Linked DNA regions of Mus musculus: all the other regions are linked to region 1. A link is a contact called in public promoter capture Hi-C data. All regions are on one chromosome and are shown on one strand. Each heading gives the region's core, a stretch centred on a gene start, on an enhancer-like site or on the middle of the called end of the contact. The rest is flanking DNA. Distances are from core to core; before and after follow the strand shown. Region 1 holds the start of 4930550C14Rik (RIKEN cDNA 4930550C14 gene). Region 2 holds the start of Zc3h12c (zinc finger CCCH type containing 12C). Region 3 holds the start of Cib2 (calcium and integrin binding family member 2). Region 4 holds the start of Acsbg1 (acyl-CoA synthetase bubblegum family member 1). Region 5 has its middle 32 kb from the start of Fdx1.

Region 1 (2,750 bases), core at 160-2,659:
AGAGTGTTTGCCTGACACTTCCAGAAGAATCGCAAAACAACAGCAATAACAATAACGATAAGGAAGAGACTAGGGGTTAACCTTGCCCAGCTTCTCTCAAGTTCTGAGGCTATAAGACTGGCCCTAAGAGTATTTGCATTGTGAAAACTATCAAATGTTTTAAATCGGTATTTATGACTTTTTCTAGTTGACTTAAGATTTAAGGATCTATGGCGATGTGTTAATGATGCAAATTAAAGGTGTAGCGTGTGCATTGCCATTCTGTCGTGACTAGCACAGCAACGCAGAAACGATCCCGAGGAACAAAGGCACTTCGTGAAAGGAGAAAGAAGACCAAAAAGCCTTGGCACGTTCAACTATACTAAATGTTGCTAGTGTACTAAATGGCAGGTCAGGTAAATGTGCATGAGTACAGTCAAAAATGAGAGAGAGAGACCTAACTGCTGATTACCAGCAGTGGAGCCGCAGAGCAAAAGACCGAGGTTGTTGAGGAATTGACAAAGTAGGCTCTGGGCTGTTATGTGGAAGCAGGGACACAGTAGCCAGAAGATGAGGCTGGACTCAAGAGGGCTTGTCTTTTTTAAATATGAGGCACTAAAACGTGAAAATATTGTTAGAGAAGGAGAGATGAAAGGCGCAGGAGAGGGTAAAGGAAACTTATGATTCAGAGCAGAACCGTTTGCTATGAGGCTTCAAACCACGTGGGAAATACTTCAATTCTAAGACCCAAGGAGCACAAGGAAACCATTGCTTAAGTCAGGACTTTACTACACCCAGGTGCGAACTGCCAATTAGGAGAGGACTACCAGCCAGTCTCAAACCAATAGCCCTGTGCTGGGATTCAGAGGGAGCCCTGCAAGTGGACACCCTTGTCCTGTGGTTTCCTCCAACTCCAAACCCGTATTCCCGTTCTCTTTACTAAATTTTATTTTTTTCAGCAAATGTGTCTTCACGATTTTGCTATTCCTCTTTACCTATACATCTTGATACTGAGGGACAAGACAGAAATCCTAAGCATGTACCCTTTAGAATGCTCCCTCCATCTCTAAATATTTTAGGGAGAAAAATCTAAAACCACATACTGCATTTAACAGGGTGGAGGAAACCCAATGCGAGAGGTGGGTTAGCAATATCCCCGAAGCTGCAGCTCCTGAGTTAGGGCGAGGCTGGAGTGGGGGTTGGTGAGGTAGAGGAAAGCTTTTCCATCACAGCAGAGCAACTGTGCCAGGAGAGGGGTTTGGGGAACAGAGCATGGAGAAGGATGGTAGCATACTAAGATCGTGAGTATTTAGCGTCTTTCAGCAGGCCAAGATCAAACCAGACACCAGAGCAGAAAGGAGCTGGGGAGGGAACATGTCCCTTGACTTGCCAATCTCTGTCGCTCTCCGCTGTTTCCTTGGTAACGACTTAGTCAGTCGGAAATGACTTAATAGCTCCTTCCCTAGCAACCTTCTTAGGCCCCGCCCCCAACCCTGACCATTCTCACTTTGATGTTTGTTCTGGTAGAAATCTCGCTCTCTTCCAGTCTCAGTGCCATAGAGGCAGAGGACTTGAGAAAGGAACTCAGAGAGATCTCGGGCATGTGACGGGCCTTGCTGAAGGCCTAAGTAACATGAGGTCTCAGACTAACGCTATTTCTAAATTTAAGCTCCTTAGCCTGACACGGGTTTTAAATAGAGGACTTCACAGAACCCGAAAGCACACTGCATATTTAATGCATGCTTTATTGACTTGAATGTTGAATATCCTGCACGCCGACATTACCTCAATGTCAGAGTGTAACAATGTAAAATGAAGAGTATTCAGACCTGCCCAGTTCTATGTTCTTGCATGGAACATAATTTGTGAGGAAGATGAACTTCTAGGAAAATATTTTCCTTACATACTAAATGCATTTTTACGGGGGGTGGGGGCGGAATCTCTGTAGGAAATTCGGTGACAAAGTGAATGTCAAGACCTTCAAAATTATCACAGTTTCCATAAACAGGGCCTTGGGCTTTGGTTCTCCTTCAAGACACTGTGGCCATGCGTAGAGAGAATACTTGTGTGTTGTATGGATGCATCACCTGTCAATTAAAAAGTCTGTGGCCTATGGCTTAGGCAGGAAATGGGAGGTGGAACATCCAGGAGGCAGAAAGGATTCTGGGATAGAGTCCCAAGGGAGAATAGCCCGGGAAGATGTGAGGAGACCGACTCATGGTGCCTGAGCATTGATAGCCAGCCATGTGGCAAAATGTAGGTTAAAATAATGGGTTTATGTCGATTATGTAAGTTATGATCTAGTCAGAGAAAACCCTGGCTTTATGGCCAAGGTATTTGTAAATATATTTTGAGTCTAAGTCTTATTCCTGGGAGCATGAAGCTGGGAGTCAGAACCAGCCACGTGTTAGCACACAGATAGGAGTAAATTTTTTTTTTTTCGAGACAGGGTTTCTCTGTGTAGTTTTGGCTGCCCTGGAACTCACTTTGTAAAAAAAAAAAAAAAAAAAAAAAAAAAAAAAAAAAAGGATTAATTTTCTTGTTTTTGTTTAAATTTTTTTTCCATAAGGGTTTTTTTTTTTTTTTTCCAAGGCAGGGTTTCTCCATGTAGTCCTGGCTGTCTTGGAACTGCAAGGGGAATTGGGGGCAGGGCACAGACCCTCTCCAGCGTTGCAGACTGGGTGTTTTAGGCAAGGGATTGTGGGCTGTGGTTAGGACTTTCCCTCAATCAGCCACAGTCGAGATTTTAACATGTCTTAAAATTTGGGATT
Region 2 (2,755 bases), core at 31-2,530, 1.3 Mb after region 1:
AGTAGTCCGTAGGATTATATACGCAGTCATGTGGATCGTGGAAGTAAATCGAGGATACTTATTTAGTATACTTGAGATGTCCTTCAAAATTATCCCAGTATTTCTTGTTAATACTAACATATTCTAGACTTAAATTTGAGTATTACAACTTTGAAATTTTATGAAATACATTTTTAGCAAGTATGTTATAAAAGGTTTTGTTTTTACTTAATTAGATAGCTAACCAGTATCTATAATAAGAGAGTTTTACATTGCTATATTTCATAGCTCAGCTGGTCTGGTCTAATGATTTTAGGTTAAAGTTAGTTTTGTCTAAATGTACATTTTTATGTTACTTCTTTTCACAAACTTAGACCAAATTAGTATTTTATTTTACTATACTTCTAGAGAACTTTTAAAATTAATTCTATTTGTAAACTCATATGCCTTTGATTTTGCTATTTTCACCAGCTCTAAGTTTTATTATCTTGTAACACACTAACAGATACCTTTTTTTGTTGTCTTTTTTTTTTTTTTTTTTTTTTTTTTTTTTTTTTTTCCAAGACGGGCTTTCTTTGTGTAGCCCTGGCTGTCCTGGAACTCACTCTGTAGACCAGGCTGGCCTCGAACTCAGAAATCCGCCTGCCTCTGCCTCTCCAGTGCTGAGATTAAAGGTGTGCGCCACCACGGACCACCGGCCAGCTAACAAATACTTGAAAGTACAGATTTTCCACTGTAGCCAGAGAAATAGATTAACTATAACTTCTGCCTCATTTCACCAGTAACTGATCTATTATAAGAGATTGCTGCAATAGTTAACTGCTACTTTGACACACCTCATTTTCTTTCTCTCTCAAAGAAAGATGAAACACTAATAGACTAATATATAGCCTCAACTTTTTTGGAAACATGCAACTTTTCTACTTTAAAATATAATTGCTTTCATTGTTTTCGTGCATTAAAAACAGAGGCAAGGCTGAAGTCTGCCCAAGCCAGGTGTTTCTTGTTGGCAGCCTGCTCCCTAATGACTGCTCGCATAGAGAGCAGCTGCCTACTAGTCAGCTTTGTATGGCCTATTGTTGCTGCACACCCCTCATTTAATACACATGCTGCCCGGGGCAGACCCAAGAATGACATCAGCTTGCTTATCTTAGGAACCTATGAACCTGACGCAGGGTGCTGAGGTTGTCTTGCATCTGCCTGACTAACTAATTGTGAGCTTTCTGGCCTGTGATTGGCTGTTGCTCCACTCGGTAATAGGTTAAGCAAAGACATTGCCATTCCATCTGTTCAACCACTCATTGTTCTTCTTGCCTGCCTGGAAGTCTGCAGCTAAAATTGTTGTTACTGCTGGAGCTGCCACAGAAACCAATGTCTTTGTATTTTCCTGCTAACGTAAGTATCTATGCTACTTACTGCTTTTAGAAGTTAAACTTTGCTGTAAAGGCTATAATCTCAGCTCTGTGCAGGAGAAGAGGCACCACAAAAGAAAAGGAAAGTGTTGGTGCCAGTATGCTAAGAGAAACTGGTTCTTTCTGAGAATATATCTGTGAGGCAGAGTTTTATATTTGTATGTTTTTGCATACACTTACTTTTAGCTTGTGAATGCGTGTAAGCCTTGGGCATTAAGCAATCCTCGGGAGCTTAGGGCAAGTTATACCCAAGTTCTAATCTCCTGCTAAACAACAAATTTAGATTTTCTCTTGTCAAGTGCTTTTGTTTCTCACGGCATCCCTGTGAAATGCTGGTCAGGTTCAGTGGATTGTTTCTGTGGTGTGAAGAGTCTAGTTTGCAGAGATGGATTGAGACTGATCGCTGTTTCCAACAGCTGCTTTTAAAGGTGATGATTAAGCATTCGGGTGCTTTGTCAACAATGTCAGTATTGGTGTGGGATTTAGTTCCTTTCTCTTTCTTTTCCTCTTCTGTTAATTTCAGATATCAGGTTGAAGATGCCATCCCAGTTAGTTTCAAGAGTTCTGTAATGGGGAGCTGATAAGTAGACAAAGACTTTCATCTGTCAGTTGGGAGGGAACGAAAGAACATAAAGGGTTAAAGAGAGGTTTTCGTTTCTACCACATGCCCCATTGTGTGAACATATGCATAAGTCTATTGAAAGTTTTCAGAAGATAGGCAGGCCACCAGTTGCTGGTCTCCTGCAGTTCCAGTAGACATCTGTTGCCCCAGAACATTAACCAATCTGTTCAAAGGAACATCCTTCCTTTGTTAGCTAGAGGGGTGCAGACAACAGTGCTCACTCAAGTACAATGGTAATTAAATACGGGAAGACCATAGCAGTAGGTATTTATTACATATTCATTATTTTACTCTCATTGTTCTCTAGTATAACCATTTGGATAGCAACCAGAACCTACTTTCATGCATTGTGACTTTACAAACAAATAATTTGATGTAGCAAGTTTATGGCCTAATATTCCTGGTCACTATCGTGCTCTTTAGAATGATAAAAACAAGCTTTACCCAGGTTAAGGTGAGTTGTTATCCAAGTTGCCTATTGAGAACTAGCAAACAATCTTTTTACTAAATAGAGGAATTCCAGTAGATGCAATAAATTTCAGATCAGTGCCCTTCATGTCCTAAACCTGCATTTAGCCACTATAGTTATTTTTTTTTTGACAACTGAAAGAATAAGTCACTTTTCATCATCATGTACAAAATTAACATAATTTGTTCTTTTTCAACAAATACTATTATTTAAGTTTTAGATAGTCTTTATCAAGAAAAAGAGTGAATTTCTGATATATCTAGAGATAGTCTA
Region 3 (2,827 bases), core at 7-2,506, 1.2 Mb before region 1:
GTGTGTCTGAAGAGAGCAATGGTGTACTCATTAAAAAAAAAAAAAAAAAAAAAAGAGTAGAACAACACGGCCCCAAAGTGATGTAAGCCAGGCAAAACTGGACAATACTGGTATGTCGCTTTTGTTTGTTTTTTTTTTTGGTGGTGCTAGGGACTGAACCCAGGGCCTCATGAATGTTAGGCTAGCTCTCTGCCACTACACTATTTCTCAGCTAAATTGCTTTTAGTTACTATATTCTGTTTTCTGAGATATAGTCTCATGTACTACAAGTTGGCCTGAATCAGCTAAGGATAACCCTGAACTTCTGATCTTCCTGCCTCTGTCTCGAGGGCTGGGATTACAGGAGACCATACTCATGTAGCTAATCTCAGTTTTGGCAGCCCATGATGGACTTGCCTCCCAGCGGAGCCACCAGGAGCCTTTGACTCAGGTTTCATGCAGCCCAGCTGTCCCAAGAATAGACAGTAAGGACAACTCCATTGCTAGTAGCCTTCCTTGTGGGCCACTGATAGGTCCCAGAGTTGCCAGGACTCCTGAACTTCCGTGTGTCTGGAGGGCTTTTCCTAGCGGTCACCTTGATGGGGCGGCTGAAGATAGCCAATCGTTTAGGAGGGTATTGGTTAACCTCCTCTACCCTGCCTGCATTATTAAATTTCGTGAAGGCCTCACTTAGCAGAGTGGATGTAGGGAGTGATCTAGTTACTTTCCTTAAGGTCTTGAACCAACTGAGTAGTGTAACCTATTGTTACCAGAGCCCATTCCTCTGCTGAGGTAGAGTTTGCTTCGTCTGTTTCCTTTTTTAAAAAGTTATTTTATGATTTGAGTGTTTGACTGCGTGTATGTCGGCTTTTTGAGGATGGACCTGACTTGGGTAATCCCGCAAGCTCAACAACACACCTATTCTCAGTCTAGGATCAGAGGCCGGAGGATTGTGCCTGTTCTACCACACTAATCCATGGGATTTTCAGGCTCACAATCGCCAGGACCGACCCGGGGTGCCAGTCAGTGTGCTGGTTGGAACGGGAGGCGCACTCAGTGTCCAGTAGTCAGGCGGCCCTATGAGGCCACCGCTTGGCCACCTCAGTGTGCTGCAGCAGCATAGACTGAGCAGGCCTCTGTCTCCAGGGAGAAGTCACCTCTCGGGCCCCGCCTCCTTCCACCAGGCTGCGCCTCCGCCCCAATCCGGCCCCCGCCCCCGCCTAGGCCCGCCCCGCCCCCGGCCCCGCCTTTGCCTCCCAGCCCCTGCACCCCTCCCACTGAACTGCGGGACCCAGCGGAGCGGGCCAGGCTAGGCTGGCGACGCTGCCCGCTCCCGGGCTGGCAAGGGCCGCGGGCACCGGGCTCGGGGCTCCAGACGCCGCCGATGGGAAGCAGCACTCGAAAGGGCGAGAGACGACGCCGCGGCCACCCATACCATCGCGGTCACCATGGGGAACAAGCAGACCATCTTCACTGAAGAGCAGCTGGACAACTACCAGGTGAAGCCGGCGCGCCGCGGCCCCTGTAGTCCTCCTTTTTGTCCTTTTCCCAGGCCTCGCAAAAGCGGACTCACAGAGGTTCAAACCCTGCCGCTACCTTCAGCGCGCAGCGTCGCCTTAGGTGGATGACTTCCCCTTGACGAGCCTCAGTTTCCCAGGCCCGGGAATGTTAGAACATTCCAGTTAGAGTATTCTGTCAGATGCGCCTCACCCACCCCGTCTTCTCTTCCTTATTGACCTTCTTTCTGCCCTCCCAAGCTAGACCCCAGTCATTTCTTCCAGCCCACTGGGCATGACCCTCATCCCAGAAAGGGCTTGGTGTAGGGGGAGGACAAGAGGCCCCAAATGCAGGTTACAGGTTGGGGTGTGTTGTTTATATAACTACGTACCCACATCTCTTAACCTATTTTGTGATCCTAGTAGCCCTTTCACCCCGGATTCTTCCAAGTTCAGAGCTAGCTGTCCATATCAATGATCTCACAGCCCCCAGCCATGTGAAAACTTTTCTGTAGGTATGCGAGGGAACCTTATCTCCGGGCTGGCCCAGAGTCTTGCTCAGTTGCTTTAGCTCACCATGTAATGTCTCCGGACTTTCAGGGAACAACAGCTGTGGAGTCTTCTTTTTATCGCCTAATAGGTTAGGAGTGTTATGTCATATGTATTCCTATCTTAGATGTGTGCAACTTTTGTGAATATTCAGTTAGCGTGGAGCGGTTACCTCCAGTGTGACCCAAGTGATAGGATATGTATTGAGAAGAGCTCTAGTGGACAGGGGAGGTCAATAGCTCTTGGTTTGACTAGAAGGTTCAGAAAGAGTGCAGAGCTTGCATGAGGACTTGGGAAGTCAGGATTTTTTTTTCTGCCAGAAAGTTCTGGAAGGAGGCGTTTTAAGTGGAGGTAGATGCAGGCAAAATAGCCCAAACCCAGGAGAGAAGAGTGGTCTGGGGAGAGTGGGGAGCCTGCATCCCCATTAGGACCAGCCCGGCATTGGGTCAGACCCAGTCCAGTGTTGAGTTCTGATCCTTTGCCAGGGCCCAGCTAGACCCTGCCAGGGGAAGGAGAGCCATGAAACACGAGAGCCCCACATCTCCTTTCCTCTGGCTCTCTAGCATGCCCAACCCGGGCCGCATGGGGGCCCCAGGGTTACATTCCCTTTTCCAAGTAACTCTGGGCTTCCTGGAACTTCGCAGTCTGGTGGTCTTCCCTCCCTGAGGCCAGATGCCCGGTTTCCTGCTCGCCAGATGCCCCTGCAAGATGCCCAAAGTTTCGGCTACCGCCCTGGCCACGTATGTGCATGGCACACTCCTCTCTCATCCTCTCACGTGCCTACGCAGGGCTCGCTGCCCCCC
Region 4 (3,161 bases), core at 468-2,967, 1.3 Mb before region 1:
GGCCTTTAGATGTAGTTATGCCTTAAGCTTTGTTGTGTTAACTGTCAGGAGGAAACTTTCCCCAAAGTTCTAACTGGTCCAGGAACTGTGTTTAAATAGACCAAAAATAAACTGCTTAGGGTCGGACTCTAGAAGGTTGAACCAGCCCAGCTAACTAAGTCATGTTGAGGTAGGTTTTCTTCTTACTGCTTGTGGTTCATTCCACTGGTGGCAGTAGAGCTTGCAGGAACCCCATAGAACCTTATGAATTCAGATCCACAGCCATTTTTCTTTTTCCTTCTCCTGGTCTGTTTTTCAGATGCCAGGCAAAAACCTAAATATGCTTGCTTCACCACTCACTGTTTCTCTGACCCTCATACTTAACTTACACTTGACTTTCCATCTCCCTCCTCTGGCAGATGTCAGGATACACACACAGACACACAGACACACAGACACACAGACACACACACACACACACACACACACACATATATATATATATATATATACACATACACATATACATATTTATATATATACATATATGTATATAATATTATATATATTTTTTAACCTTACCTGCCATGTTGTTTTTCTCCCAAATTATAATAAAATTGTTCTCAGGCTTCCTTTTGTGTCTATTTAAATTCTTTATTAACAAGACCATTGACCCAAAAAGGGAACCTTGATTTCTCCCAATGACAATAAGAATCTCTGCCAAAATTTGCACTAAGTTTTGTCTCCCCCAAATGATGCTCCTCCCAGAGCATCAGAGAGTAGCCTTATTTGGAAATGGGGTTTATGCAGGTGTAATCAGCTAAGATAAATTCATACAGGATTGCTATGGACCTTAGTCTGATGCTTGATGGCCTTCTAAGGAAACAGAGATGTAGACAGAGGGGAAGCCAACCATGGAAGAGTAGGGGGGACACGGACACTGCATGTAAAAGCCAAGTTGGACAAGCAGGGGCACTGACCTGAAGAAACTAGGGCAGAGGCCAGCAGTCTTCCATGATCCTTTCACACCTGGATTTCAGGCCTCTGGCCTCCAGAAGGATGAGAGAATGCATTTTTGTTCCTCTAAGCCATCTGGATTATAGTTGTTTTACTTTGTTTTAATTATGGAAGTCACAGGAATGAATATATAGTTCACCTTAGAGGATCTCTCTGGTATTCAGAGAAAAGCGCCTGCCCTGTGCATTTCCTGCCTCTCTGTTCATGGCTGCCTGCCAACTAGGCTTTCCTCCTTAAACTAAAGGGGCAAACCCTTGCTTCTGTCTAGGTGTCCCCAAATGGCCCCATTTTGGGGTTCTCTCTCATGCCTGTTTAGTGTAGATGCTTCTATGAGCTATACAGTAGTCCTCTTTATTGGAAATTCCACTTTCTTGTCCTCACAATACTGGGCTCTTTGTGGGCAGGGGCTGTGGCTCTCCTGTTGTGTCCAGTACAGGATCTAGAGCCAGGGACTGGGGCAAACCTTCCTGGGTTGCATTCATCTGTTCATGTTGAGGCTACACACGCTGAAGCTGGACTTTGGGGCCAGCAGCCATCTCAGGCTCAGTCTGGATTTGTGTTGGGAACCCCCTTTGCTCCAAAGTGTCCCTTTAAAGACAGTAAAGAGGTTTTCTGAGGGCCTAGAAGTCCTAAGCCCATTGGCTAGACCTTCTGGGAGAACTGGGGGCCAATTTGCATAAAAATGAAGGCTGGCTTCATTGAAATTCTCCTCATCTTGAATGCAGCGGAAAAACCAGGAAGAAAAGGAAAGTTTTAGTCCTGAGCAATTTACTGCCTAGGAACATTCTGAGCTTCTGAAAACAGAGAGGAAATGGGGCCCTCCGGGTCACTTCAGGCACCGCCCACCTCAGCCCCATGCCCGCCCCCCGCTGCCCCCTCAAGGCCAGCCTCTCACTGTGGGAGACCGCACTGTCTTCGGTGAATGCACACAGCAGATGCCACGCGGTTCTGAAGCAGGATACTGCTGTCTGTCCAGGGACTCCAACATGCCTGACAGCAGAGATGATCAGCAGCAGGGGGCCAGCTTGGGGACCTCCCAAGACAACTCGCAAACCAGGTGGGTTCAGTGCTCCAAGGTCAGCACGTGGGGCTTGGGGCTCCATATCACGATGTGATGCTGGAGGACCTGAAGCAAGCTGCCCCTCTTTCTGAGTCTCGGTTTCTTCGCCAGATCTCTGTGAAGGAAAAAGAGCAGGGCAGGGACATTTATCCTTCGGAGTGTGATTCAGTGTGTCTGTTCCTCTGTTGGCCGTTAGAGATTCAACTGAGGTACAAGTCACATTGGTATTAAGAAAGACTTTTTTTTCAGTCAGCAAGCACGTTCCTTTGTCTCCCCATGGTTGGAGGTGACCTGGTATATGGTAGGAGCGGGCAGGCAATGACCGAAAAGTTCGAGGGAGCACCCATGGTTTCCATTCCAGCCTGCTATGACCTTGGAAAGTCTCTGGCCCTCTCTGTCCGTACCTGAACAGAGATTGAGGTTATCTCTGATATGGAGGAACTGCATTTGTGTCCCATAAGAGAGCAAGAACAGAAGAGTGGAAGATAGGGCTCAGAGAGAGCAGTGTGCTAAACAGCTGGGCTGTCTACAGGGTAGGTCAAGGACAAGGAATCTGCAAGGTTTGAAAACGCTCAAGAACATGACCACTGTCCTTGTAAGGACTATGTGGGAAGAGGTGTGACAGATGAGAAGACATGTTAATGTGCCCCATTAGGTCCCCTGGACAAACTCATCAGGAGAGTGGGCTGCTGTTTACCTAGAAACAGTATCCCTTCCCCCTGTATGGATGGCAAGTGTAGGGGAGCAACTGTGGCCCTGAACAATTCTATGCTCTTGGCATAGGAAGGCCTGGGCCCTGGAGGTTCTGGGTCTATTCTGGGTAGCATCACTCATGATGTCATGAGGTCAGTGAGCAGGGGCCATCCCGACATCCCAGGTGATATTTCCAGATGTCTGGAAAGTTCAGCTCTCAAAAATGAAGAATAGCGTCTGCTGGTTTTCAAAGTCCCTTGTTCCACTTAGTGAGGGCTGGTGAGTTTGTCCAGAGAACCTAATAGGGCACGCATGTTAAGTCTTCCCATTTGTCCCATCTCTTTCTGCATAGGGTCAGTAGCTCCAGTGTTTGCTGAAGTCCATGTATCGGGTCTATGTTGACAGGGACTTA
Region 5 (2,727 bases), core at 223-2,722, 1.4 Mb after region 1:
TAGACACAGGTAGTTATGAATATCAGACAGGGTTAGAATAGTTGGGATAACTTGTCTAATCAAGGTGGGCACCTTGTGAATTGAGAATTTATTGGTAAATAAATCTGACTTGTTAATTATAAGCTTCTAGAGGTTTGTTTCGACCAGGTTTCTGGGTGTTGTGATGGCTGACTGTGGGGTGGACAGTCGTTGCATGGGGCTGACGTGGCAGCAAATGGAACTCAGAACAACTCCGGAGATCTGGCCCCGCCAGAGAGTTGGCAGGCAGAGAGTAGCTGGATGGAGCACAGAAACTTGTTGGTTCTTTTTAATATTTCCTGCAACAGTCCCCCTCTGGTCCTAATTAGCATTTTTCTAGTATTGACTTCAACATTAATGTCTTTAATGAGCTAATAATATATTTACTGGGAATGTGATTATCATTTGTGAGTTGATTGGTTTTGAAAAACATAATTTTCTTTCTTGCTTGAATTATCTCATTCCTGCAGGTCAGGTTGCTGTATTTTACTTCTGTGCTGTTGGTTTTTTTTTTTTTCCTCATAAGTCTGGTGTTCCTTGTTTGTTCCTGTGAATGAATTGAAATTAAGCAGACAATTTGATAGAAATAGTTTTGTGGATTCTTCTCCAATTATTTAGCTCTGTTTTTCTCCTTAAATAGAATTATCAACAGAAATCCTATCCAAGTTGGTGGGACTTATATACTGTATGATGTCGCTAAAGGACTTCTAGTGGACACAAAAGTCATTTCAATGAAGGGCAGAGAATATAGCAACCAGGAAGGGCAGGGTAAGGACAGCATGTGTCAAAGTAGTCACATAGTTGCACAGACTGTAGTCTTAATTTCTAACAGCCTGCCATATATACCAAAATATGCCCCCCCCCATTATTCTTTTTCTTTGGGAAGAGACCTCTCACTGGCTAGCCAGCCAGCCCCAGGAATCTTTCTGTCTCCACCTCAGAGTGCTGAGACTACAGGTGTGTGCGCCACCCTTAGCTGTGTACACGGGTGCTGGAGATTGGAACTCACGTCCTCATGCTTTACAGCAAAAACTTTACTGCCTGGGGCACCTCCCCAGTCCTGTTATGCATCTTAGCAAGAGATACAGGAAAGATTTGAAGACGTCAAATGAAATGATAAAGATATAGAAATTATTGCACTTTGTACATGTGCAGAATCACCACACTGCACCCAATAAATGTGTACAATTGTCAACTGTCAATTAAGAAAGAGCAGCAGAGCAGGCAAGCGCCTGAGGCAGCTGTGGAGGAGGTGGAGAGGCAGGTTCAGCTTGTTTGACTGTTGTCTGAGCTTATCATAGAGATTTGGGAGTTTCTTCCTGTCTTCTAGTAGATCACAAGACCCTTGAAATAACCTCTGAGCTGACTGCTTGCTTTCTAAAAGGCAGTACCCTGGCTCTTATCCTGAGGGCAAAGTCTCATCTGCCACACTATGTTTACACAGGTCTTGGGAAAGGGGCCCAGATGTCCCAAGGCACAGAATCCAGCTCAGTAATGAGGCCACTGATAATTGCCCCACAGCCCATCACAGCATTGTTGACAGAATGCAGAGCCTGTCCGGGGTCCCCAGGGAAGGCCCAGAGCTCATTCCTGTGCCCTGGCCTGCAGCTCCTTCTGTGCTTGCTCACCCACCCATCTCTCCTGTCCACCCACTTTGAATTTTTTCAGGAAGTTCTCAAAGCTCCTTCTTTGCTGATACCACACTCTCTCCATGATTGGTATTATCATTTCGTTTTGTTTAAAAATATCTGTTGGGCCAGTGAGATGGCTCAGTGGGTAAAGGTGCTTGCCGCCAAGCCTGACCAGCTGAGTTTGAGTTGTCCTGTGATCTCCACATGTAGGTGGTGACACTGTGTGTAGGCATATATATGAATCTACACTTCCACGTACATTTACAACGTAAAGAAAATTACTCATCCAGACAATCCTTTTGAAGAAGTTAGTCTTCCATAAGTTATCAGCAAATTTCTGGATTTCATGCTTGATTATGTTTTACTCTGTTAATAATTATTAAAAAATAATGTTGATGGGTGGTAGTGGCACAAGGCTTTAATCAGAGCACTCAGGAGGCGGAGGCAGAGGCAGAGGCAGAGGCAGAGAGGCAGAGAGGCAGAGAGGCAGAGAGGCAGAGAGGCAGAGAGGCAGAGAGGCAGAGAGGCAGATGGATCTCTGAGTTCAAGGCCAGTATGCTACAGAGGGAGTTCTAGGACAGCCAGGGCTGTACAGAGAAACCCTATCTTGAAAAACTGAAAAACCAACCAACCAAACAAGCAAATGATAGGTAGATAGATTGATAGATAGACAGAAGAGAAAAGTTTAAAATAAAGAATTTAAAGTGACATTAAGATTACCTTATAGAATTATCTGTTTGTGGCTACTAGTGTGTTCTCTGCCCCTTTCCCCAAAATTAGGCGTGACACCCCAATTCTACAGCTAGGTATGAGTAGACACTTGCTGAGGCTCTGTCTTCTGTACAGTTCTCTAAGAAGTACCAATGAACTCTCAATCCCAAACACATAAATGGCATTTCTTCTCCTTTTCTCCTTGGTTCTTGGGGTTGAATCCAGTATTTTTCTATTACTAAACTTTGTCTCTGAGCCACACCCCAAGCCCTTATAATTTAGAGTCCTCTACTTGAGATCCCCATCTTTAAAAGAGTATTTAAAGAAGTACTTAAGACAAAAAGAATACAAAATGTCTGATTGCACA

Evidence for each region. Promoter capture Hi-C pulls out the DNA fragments that hold promoters and counts their contacts. Capture Hi-C pulls out chosen DNA fragments and counts their contacts.
Region 2: a contact with region 1 is called in a promoter capture Hi-C map of adipose tissue, with 5 times the contacts expected there. The contact joins the promoter of Zc3h12c here to the promoter of 4930550C14Rik in region 1. A contact is called at or near these places in 10 of 39 promoter capture datasets (the 3T3-L1 cell line, HPC-7-derived erythroid cells, cranial neural crest and 7 more), 2 of 115 datasets of contacts at active chromatin or transcription factors (SST interneurons and astrocytes) and 1 of 9 other capture datasets (adipose tissue).
Region 3: a promoter capture Hi-C map of stem cell-derived epiblast-like cells shows a contact between it and region 1, with 2.7 times the contacts expected there. The contact joins the promoter of Cib2 here to the promoter of 4930550C14Rik in region 1. A contact is called at or near these places in 3 of 39 promoter capture datasets (liver and stem cell-derived epiblast-like cells).
Region 4: a contact with region 1 is called in a promoter capture Hi-C map of liver, with 1.9 times the contacts expected there. The contact joins the promoter of Acsbg1 here to the promoter of 4930550C14Rik in region 1. A contact is called at or near these places in 3 of 39 promoter capture datasets (cranial neural crest, hippocampal neurons and liver).
Region 5: a contact with region 1 is called in a promoter capture Hi-C map of liver, with 2.1 times the contacts expected there. The contact joins the enhancer-like site here to the promoter of 4930550C14Rik in region 1. A contact is called at or near these places in 7 of 39 promoter capture datasets (the 3T3-L1 cell line, the C10 cell line, cranial neural crest and 3 more).

What each region holds. Positions count from the first base shown.
Region 1 is chr9:53,403,945-53,406,694 of GRCm38.p6, reverse strand. It overlaps 4930550C14Rik (RIKEN cDNA 4930550C14 gene), which reads right to left and starts at 1,409. Exons shown (of 9, transcript NM_001376944.1): 1 at 1,083-1,409.
Region 2 is chr9:52,147,888-52,150,642 of GRCm38.p6, reverse strand. Zc3h12c (zinc finger CCCH type containing 12C) reads left to right here and starts at 1,280. Exons shown (of 6, transcript NM_001368810.1): 1 at 1,280-1,374. The coding sequence starts at 1,351.
Region 3 is chr9:54,558,619-54,561,445 of GRCm38.p6, reverse strand. Cib2 (calcium and integrin binding family member 2) reads left to right here and starts at 1,256. Exons shown (of 6, transcript NM_019686.6): 1 at 1,256-1,478. The coding sequence starts at 1,428.
Region 4 is chr9:54,660,441-54,663,601 of GRCm38.p6, reverse strand. Acsbg1 (acyl-CoA synthetase bubblegum family member 1) reads left to right here and starts at 1,717. Exons shown (of 14, transcript NM_053178.2): 1 at 1,717-2,053. The coding sequence starts at 1,932.
Region 5 is chr9:51,994,181-51,996,907 of GRCm38.p6, reverse strand. No RefSeq gene overlaps it. Among named protein-coding and RNA genes, the nearest start is that of Fdx1, 32 kb to the right of the region's middle. Within about 2 kb of position 1,472, at least 29 of the 459 cell types and tissues checked have an H3K27ac peak or open chromatin away from gene starts, as enhancers often do. A contact at or near this core is called in liver, where this site is marked.